Regions from separate parts of the Pan troglodytes genome. Here all the other regions are linked to region 3. Evidence: chromatin contacts called from public Hi-C data. All regions are on one chromosome and are shown on one strand. The core of a region is the stretch at or near the end of the contact, and the rest is flanking DNA. Distances in the headings are between cores, read along the strand shown. Region 1 overlaps SBF2 (SET binding factor 2). Region 2 holds the start of LOC107967315 (large ribosomal subunit protein uL23-like). Region 3 overlaps SWAP70 (switching B cell complex subunit SWAP70).

The links. Hi-C and Micro-C count contacts between places; a contact is called where the count stands out from the background.
Region 1: a contact with region 3 is called in a Hi-C map of induced pluripotent stem cells, with 3 times the contacts expected there. The contact joins two enhancer-like sites. A contact is called at or near these places in 4 of 7 Hi-C or Micro-C datasets (blood, induced pluripotent stem cells and stem cell-derived neural progenitor cells) and 1 of 1 other capture datasets (stem cell-derived neural stem cells).
Region 2: a Hi-C map of induced pluripotent stem cells shows a contact between it and region 3, with 3 times the contacts expected there. The contact joins the promoter of LOC107967315 here to the enhancer-like site in region 3. A contact is called at or near these places in 4 of 7 Hi-C or Micro-C datasets (induced pluripotent stem cells, a lymphoblastoid cell line and stem cell-derived neural progenitor cells) and 1 of 1 other capture datasets (stem cell-derived neural stem cells).

Annotation. Positions count from the first base shown.
Region 1 is chr9:14,137,503-14,140,202 of NHGRI_mPanTro3-v2.0_pri, forward strand. All of the region lies in intron 13 of SBF2 (SET binding factor 2), which reads right to left. Among named protein-coding and RNA genes, the nearest start is that of SBF2, 310 kb to the right of the region's middle. Within about 2 kb of position 1,324, at least 6 of the 24 cell types and tissues checked have an H3K27ac peak or open chromatin away from gene starts, as enhancers often do. A contact at or near this core is called in induced pluripotent stem cells, stem cell-derived neural progenitor cells and stem cell-derived neural stem cells, where this site is marked.
Region 2 is chr9:13,756,905-13,759,604 of NHGRI_mPanTro3-v2.0_pri, forward strand. It overlaps LOC107967315 (large ribosomal subunit protein uL23-like), which reads left to right and starts at 1,358. Exons shown (of 1, transcript XM_063783557.1): 1 at 1,358-1,903. The coding sequence starts at 1,373. The coding sequence ends at 1,840.
Region 3 is chr9:13,908,322-13,911,021 of NHGRI_mPanTro3-v2.0_pri, forward strand. All of the region lies in intron 11 of SWAP70 (switching B cell complex subunit SWAP70), which reads left to right. It overlaps LOC104008417 (a long non-coding RNA gene), which reads right to left. Exons shown (of 4, transcript XR_010147146.1): 2 at 258-334. Among named protein-coding and RNA genes, the nearest start is that of SWAP70, 94 kb to the left of the region's middle. Within about 2 kb of position 1,365, at least 16 of the 24 cell types and tissues checked have an H3K27ac peak or open chromatin away from gene starts, as enhancers often do. A contact at or near this core is called in induced pluripotent stem cells, a lymphoblastoid cell line, stem cell-derived neural progenitor cells and 1 more, where this site is marked.

The DNA.
Region 1 (2,700 bases), core at 74-2,573, 230 kb after region 3:
TAATTGTAATGAAAAAAAATCACATCTTCCCTCAACTTTTCCCTGGAGGACTATAGTTCCGACTTACTTTACTTTTCTTAGGACTCAAAACTTCACAGCAGGAGAAATAAGGAACACTCATTAGCCCAAATCCATTTTTCCATATGAATATAATCTCTGTCATTTTATGCTCTTTTCTTTCCTGGTGTTCAAATAGTTATTTCACACTTTACCACATCCGAGTCCTTTTAACTTATTGCATTTCCTCTATCCATGGAATATTTTCATCCTTGTGTTTCTGTGGTCACTTGTCAATTTGCTTTTTTTCTTTCAGCTTTTCGCTCCCTCTGTTCAAAACAATGCAACTCCTGACCAGCTGCCAACCGCGGTGCCAAGCCAAAGCAGAGGACACTGGTCGGTTCTGTCTGAGGTGGTTCTGGTCTCCAGTGAGTCTAATCTTTATGTCTTACAAGAGACCCAAATGAAAACCATAATGAGGGCAAATGACTAACTGAAAAAATTGTGACTAACATGTTTTCATAACACACTGACTGACAGGAAAATTACTTTGAAAAATGTGGTCTATTTTGATATACGGTACCAACTGTAATATCTCATAATTTACAATCCAGAGCAAAAAAACTATCACAGGAAGCTTTCTAGTTCTGTGAACAAAATACTTTATTTAACAGTATATTTTTAAAATTAATGACTGTCTAAATAGAGTGGATCATGGCAGATGGGAGGCAGGACTAGATTGCAGCTCCAGACAGAGAAGCATGTGGAGGCTTGCATTGTGAGTTTCAGCTCTAGATCAACTGCAAGAACAAACCAGCAATCTGGAGAGGAATCACAGACCCTCGGAAGGAAGTGAACTGCTCCTGCGGGATTTGGGAGACACCCCAAATACTGTGAGTGCCCCAACTGTCTAAGTGGGAAAGGGAGACCCTCCTCTCCCGAACACACACCGGAGAAGCTGAAGGTCTAAATGTGGGAGAAGTTTCCGACTTTACCTAAAGCTGAGTCAAGTTAGAGAGCCAAGCGAAATACAGGGGTAGAGAAAGCAGCAGAAAGGCCCTGGGAGCTTGCTGGGTCCCAAAGCAGCCCATTCCTGCCTGGCACCACAGGGATCCCTCGGGAGGGTGGCCAGCGGAGCAGCAGGTAAAACTCCACAGGGAGAAGGAATTCTCTAGCTGAACTTTTTAACTATTTGAATGGGGTGAGAAGCCCCGGGGGTGGTGGGGGCTGCAAATCCGGGTTGCAGACTTCACAGGCAGGGGAAGAACTAAAGCACTTTTCTTTCACAGCTGGGAGGCGGATAGCCTCGGGCAAGTTTTCAAGCCCGTCTGGCAGCCCGTCTTGCCCTCTGCCTGGAAACAGACTCAGGGCTACTAGGGGGCACAGCGGGAGAGAAACTGGCCCTTCTGTTTGCGTGGGAGCTGGGTGAGGCCTGTGACTGCCGGCTTTCCCCCACTTTCCTGACAACTTGCATGACTCAGCAGAGGAAGCCATAATCTCCCTAGGTACACAACTCCAGTGAGCTGGGAATCTCACCCCCATCCCCCACAGCAGCCACATCAAGACCCGCCCAAAGAGAATCTGAGCTCAGACAGGCCTAGCTCCTTCCCAACCTGATGGTCCTTCCCTATCCACCCTGGTAGCAGAAGACAAAGGGCATATAATCTTGGGAGTTCAAGGGCCCTGCCCACCACTGGTCCCTCTCCACACTACTACACCTGATGCTTTCTGGAAGGCACCACCTCCTGACAGGAGGCCAACCAGCGCAAAAACAGAGCATTAAACCACCAAAGCTAAGGGCCCTCATGGAGCTCACTGCACCCTCCGCCACCTCCACCGGAACAGGCACTGGTATCCACAGCTGAGAGACCCATAGACGGTTCACATCACAGGACTCTGTGCAGACAATCCTCGGTACCAGCCTGGAGCCAGGTAGACTCGCTGGGTGGCTAGATCCAGGAGAGACAACAATCACTGCAGTTCGGCTCACAGGGAGTCACATCCATAGGAAAAGAGGGAGAGTACTACACCAAGAGAACACTCTGTGGGACAAAATAATCTGAACAACAGCCTTCAGTCCTAGACCTTCCCTCTGACAGAGCTTACCCAAATAAGAAGGAACCAGAAAACCAACCCTGGTAATATGACAAAACAAGGCTCTTCAACATCCCCCCAAAAATCACACTAGTTCACTAGTAATGGATCCAAACCAAGAAGAAATCTCTGATTACCTGAAAAAGAACTCAGGAGGTTAGTTACTAAGCTAATGAGGGAGGGAGCAGAGAAAGGTGAAGCCCAATGCAAGGAAATCCAAAAAATGATACAAGAAGTGAATGGAGAAATATTCATAGAAATAGATAGCTTAAAGAGAAAACAATAAAAAATTCAAGAAACTTTGGACACACTTTTAGAAATGGGAAATGCTCTGGAAAGTCTCAGCAATAGAACTGAACAAGTAGAAGAAAGAAATTCAGAGCTGGAAGACAAGGTCTTTGAATTAACCTAATCCGACAAAGACAAAGAAAAAAGGGTAAGAAAATATGAACAAAGCCTCCAAGAAGTCTGGGATTATGTTAAATGAACAAACCTAAGAATAATCGCTGTATCTGAGGAAGAAGATAATTCTAAAAGCCTGGAAAACATATTTGGGGGAATAATTGAGGAAAACTTCCCCGGCCTTGCAAGAGACCTAGACATCCAAAT
Region 2 (2,700 bases), core at 108-2,607, 150 kb before region 3:
AACTCCTGACCTCATGTGATTTACCTGCCTTGGCCTCCCAAAGTGCTGGGATTACAGGTGTGAGCCACTGCACCTGGCCAGCCTCTTCTTATAGTAAGCTTAATATCTGCATCAAAGCAAAATACATTTCTAAACATGCAAACAAATACACTGCACCCACTTACAAGACAATTGCTGTCTACTCCATGATTCGTGTCTATGGCCAATACAAGGTGGGCTAATGGCCAAGGCACAGCATGTCCTCCTGAAATCATCTGTGGGAGGAGAATTCACAGTTGAGCCACTCAGGACTTGAAGGAGAAAATAAGATTATAAATATTTTTATATTCATCAACTTGCTGAATAAAAGAGATATTTGGGACATTTTAATACATCTTAAATTAGTAATGATGAGTACTATTCAAATTTCCTTTTCTGTCCGGAGGGAGGTGACATCTGTTAGTCTTTTTTGTTTGTTTGTTTGTTTGTTTGTTTTAGATTGAGTCTTGCTCTCACCCAGGCTGGAGTGCAGTGGCACCATCTCAGCTCACTGCAACCTCCACCTCCCGGGTTCAAGCGATTCTCCTGCCTCAGCCTCCTGAGTAGCTGGGATTATGGGTGCATGTCGCCCAGCTAATTTTTGTATTTTTAGTAGAGACGGGGTTTCAACCTTGTTGGCTAGGCTGGTCTTGAACTCCTGACCTCAAGTGATCCACCCGCCTCAGCCTCCCAAAGTGCTGGCGTTATAGGCATGAGCCACTGTGCCCGGCCATACATTCTGTCATGTCCCACAGAGTTTAGGGTAGAGAATAGAAAGTTCAATTTGGGACATGCTGAAATTAAGGCCCCTGCAGGGCATGCTAGTGGCAATACCCAATGAGCAATCAAGGCCCCAAATTTAGGTTTGGACATCATTGGCATTTGCGCGGTTGTTGAAACCCTGGGTATGAGTGAGATAATCCAAGAATTTGTAAAATGAAAGGAGAAGTAAGCCAAGACAGAGCTCTGGGAAAAGCAACATTTATGGGGCTAATGGGAAGAAAAGGAATTAGTGAAGAAAAAGGAGAAAGCGCATTTGAGGAGTTAGAAGAAAATGATGGGTGACCAGCAATTTAATGGCCGCGGGAGAAGAGGATTTCAAGAATGAAGAAGCGGTCAACGTAGAGAAGAGGACTAAAAAGATAAGGACTTAGAGGACTAGGAAGATAAGAGGTCCCTGGAGTTTAGCAACAAGGAAGTCCCTGGCAACATTAGTGGCGTCAGTGGTGTAATAGAGAGAGAATCCAGATGTCAAGGGGTTGAAGACCCTGGCGCCAGTCTACAGGGGAATGGAGCTTTCCCTACACTGCTCAGCACTACGGGATGTCAAGAAGATGGAAGGCCTTTTCACAAGATGGCACCGAAAGCGAAGAAGGAAGCTCCTGCCCCTCCTAAAGCCGAAGCCAAAGCGAAGGCTTTAAAGGCCAAGAAGGCAGTATTGAAAGGTGTCCACAGCCACAAAAAAAAGATCCACACGTCACCCACCTTCCGGCGGCCCAAGACACTGCGACTCCGGAGACAGCCCGAATATCCTCGGAAGAGCGCTCCCAGGAAAAACAAGCTTGACCACTATGCTATCATCAAGTTTCCGCTGACCACTGAGTCTGCCATGAAGAAGATAGAAGACAACAACACACTTGGGTTCATTGTGGTTGTTAAAGCCAACAAGCACCAGATTAAACAGGCTGTGAAGAAGCTCTATGACATTGATGTGGCCAGGGTCAACACCCTGATTCGGCCTGATGGAGAGAAGAAGGCATATGTTCGACTGGCTCCTGATTACGATGCTTTGGATGTTGCCAACAAAATTGGGATCATCTAAACTGAGTCCAGATGTCTAATTCTAAATATATTTATATATCTTTTCACCATAAAAAAAAAAGAAGATGGAAGTTTAAGGGGACACAGATGTAATGAGATAAGGAAGGGGGAGCTGTAAGAACAGGTGCCTATGTTTGGATAATCGGATTTTGTCAGAGTATTACTTTTAGGTGATGACAAGGCTCAGAGTGTGACCAAGGGGATGCGTGGCCTGAGCAGTAAGAAGGGCTAAGGTCATTGGAGACAAGGGGGTTAGAGACTTTAAGATTAAGATATAGAAGGTGTTATCCACAGGGACACTAAATCACCCAGGATGATGGCAGTATTTCTCTTGGGAAGTCTGTGAGTCAGGGGCCAAAGTCCTCAGTGAATGTAGGGGAAGTGCCGAGGAAAGGAGCCCAAAAACAGTGGTGATGTGAAAGAGGCAGTGAGGACGGGGCATGCGGACCACCTTCCTCCTTGTCACATGGTAGGGAGGCTATCTTGATGAAGTTAGCAAGGCCTCATGCCATGTCCTCAGCCAGGTTTCAGTTAAAGCAGAAAGTGGAGGGAGCTCCCATCTGTAAATGAACCAAGGTTCCAGGTGATACAGGCTCAGGATGCCGTAGTAATAGCCGGAAACACAGAGGGCAGCATCATCCCAAGAGTATAGGAGAGGCCCACTGTCTGGATTCATTTGCATTTTGGGAGTCAGCCTAGGATGACAGGAAGAGTTGGGGGCATCATGGGGCTGATTGAAGAGGCACTAAAAGAGACCAGGATTGACTTGGCTTCCACGCTGTGCAGACCAAGGCCCTAGGCTATGCCTACAGCCTGGTATGCACCAAGTTCCCAACAGAAATTTGGTGAGCCTCTGCAGGG
Region 3 (2,700 bases), core at 115-2,614:
CCTTCCTTTTTTCTTAAAGGAAGTTAATCCCAGCACATGTGAAAGATGGACCATCCATCCCAATGCCTCAAGTCCTGGGCTTCATTTCTCCATTTCTCCCAGGGCACCCTGGGAGTCTACATGCAAACAGAGATACTAGAAAGTTAACTTCCGGAAACCCCCTTGATAGGCCAATTCGTCCCCTTTTCTCTCTCTCCATGTGATTTTTTTTTTCAAAAAATATCTTTTGTAGTTTTTTCCTTATCACCAATACATACCCAATGTGGAAAACTGAGAAAAAGCAGGTTTGTAAAAAGAATAAAATGCTTCGCCATAATCTCGCTCTGCAGACAACCTACAATGGCAAAAATCGCAATTAATTTTGCACCAACCTAATACTAGGATTTCAGTGCACAGCCTTCCAGGCCTACATTTAGGTTTGTTTGAAACAGGAACATGCGGTTCAACCGCCAACCTGAGCCCGCGTCCCCTAAGGCCAATACCACCATCCTGACCCTCCTTGGGAGGTCCTGAAATGACCCCAGTTCCAGGGGCAACGAAATGCATACGCTTTCGAGGGAAGGAGGGGAGGAAACGACCTTGTGGCGCAGGTCTGCGCGGCCGAGGGGGTTCCCTGAGCCGGTGGAGCGGCGTGGCGTGGCCTAGGAAGTCCCTGGGCGAGGGAGGCGGGGCGCGGCGTGGTGGGGGCGACTGGGTGGTGCAGGCCTGCGCACGCGCGCAGCCGTGGGCGGGACGGGCGGCCTGGGGGCTTCGCCGCCAGGTGGCAGGCGTGCGCCACGCCCGCAGGTTCCAGCCCCGACCCGGGCGCGCGGGGCCGACTAGGGTCGGGTCCGGTGTGCGGTGGTCGCTCCGCTCCGGGCCGCTCCGCTCTGGGCGTCAGGGCGCGGGGAGCTGCCCCGGGGTTCTGTCCACCGGGGAGGAAAGCCACGAGCACTGAGCGCCTCCTGAGAGCCAGCCCTGACGTGAACTCATTTTATCTGCCACGACCCAGAAGGTGGGCGCAATTTTCCTATGTTCCAGGTGTGAAAAGTGAGGCTCAGGGAGCTAGGCAGTTGCCCAAGGGGACACAGCAGTGACGGCTCTGGGACGAAGCCCAGGTGTCCAGACGCGATGGCCTCTTCCCGCGTTCTCGGCGGGTACGGCGCGCCGCCTGCCTGCGGCCCGCGGGGAGGTGGTCTGGTGGCCGCCCCGGCTCCTCCTCGGGCCCCTGAGGATTTCCGGCCGGGACCCCGAGGAGGGCCCTGTGGCCTTGCGGCATCCGTGGTCACGATTCCAGCCCCACACGGCCTCCCGCCGGTCCCTGCGAGTGCCCAAGACGGGGCCGCCCCTCCCGTCTCCTCCCTTCTCTCCCCTCCCCGGCGTCTCCCGCCGAGGGCGCTGCAGGCGGCCTGGTTGGGATGAGGGCGGGCAGGCGGCCCACAAGCAGGGGCCTGTTTCCTGACTCGTTTGACCCTGGCTGTCCCTGCGGAGGCCCCAGCAGACCCAGCAAGGTCATCTAGGGCGAAATTCCAGTCTGAGCCCTGAGCAGTGACTTAAGTTTTCCCGATAAGGCTCAAGAAGGGACACAGAGTGTCCTCCCCACACCCCGCACTCTGTCAGCACCTCCACTCTGGTGAAGCCTCTGCTGCAGACAGCCCGGCTCGAGAAGAGACAAAGATAGACTTGGGACAGATAAGGACAGAGACAGCCAGGGAGAGAGGGGCAAGGAGCTCAGAGGTGAAGATGGGGCCGCGCCGATGGGGAGGCAGCGGGTCTGCGGCCGCCGAGATGGGAAGTGGGCCCTGGAGCGGGCTTGCCGAGCCTACGACCGGGGCTGGGATGTTGGAGGAAGACGCGGTCATGAGGGCTGAAAAAGAAGGGGTTTTTGGTATGGTAGAAAAATGGATTGGGCTGGCAGCTTGAAGGCCACAGCCCTGTACCTCTGGGCCTGGTCTCGTGTGTGCACCTGGGACCGGTGGGTGAGGGGTGATGTAGAGTCAATGAGGGACGAGCTCACTGAGTCTCTAGGAGGCAGGAGTGGAGAGGGCGAGGGAGGGAGGGTAGGACCTGTATACCTACGGTGGAGGGGGCAGGCGGGGGACAGATGCTGCTGGGCCAAGACTACTGAGTCTCTCCTGCCTGCTGGAGGTCCCTGGCTCAGGACTTATTCCATGCACACTCTGATAGAATATTTACGCCCAACACTAACTGTTTGGCTTGGCAAATAAGCAAAGCCATAAAGTCACAGCTGGCCTGTAGGCTCCCAGTCACCATGTGCAGCTGAGTCACAACCACTTCCCCCACCCCCTGGGGAGCAAGCGCCTATGCTCATGCCTGCACTCAGACACATATCCACACAGGTACCCACAGATGCCGCGTGCCACTGAGTCATAGCTACCTCCTCAGAGAGCACGTGCCTGCATGCACTTGCACACAGGTCCCCACAGATGCCATATACACCTGAGTGTGAGTCATCATCACCACTGAACCCTGAGGGAGGGCACCCAGAGTGTGTTCTGCCATCCTTGCTTAGAGATACCCATATACACACATATACAGATATGTGCCCACCACACATCCTGTTGTACCTGCTGCATCATACCAGCAGATCAATAAATGTTTGTGGAATGAATGAATGAGTAAACAAATGAATGAACTAACAAGTGAAAACGTGAGTGACAACCACACTGCGTGGATACTCAGTAAAATTGGTTGGGGCAG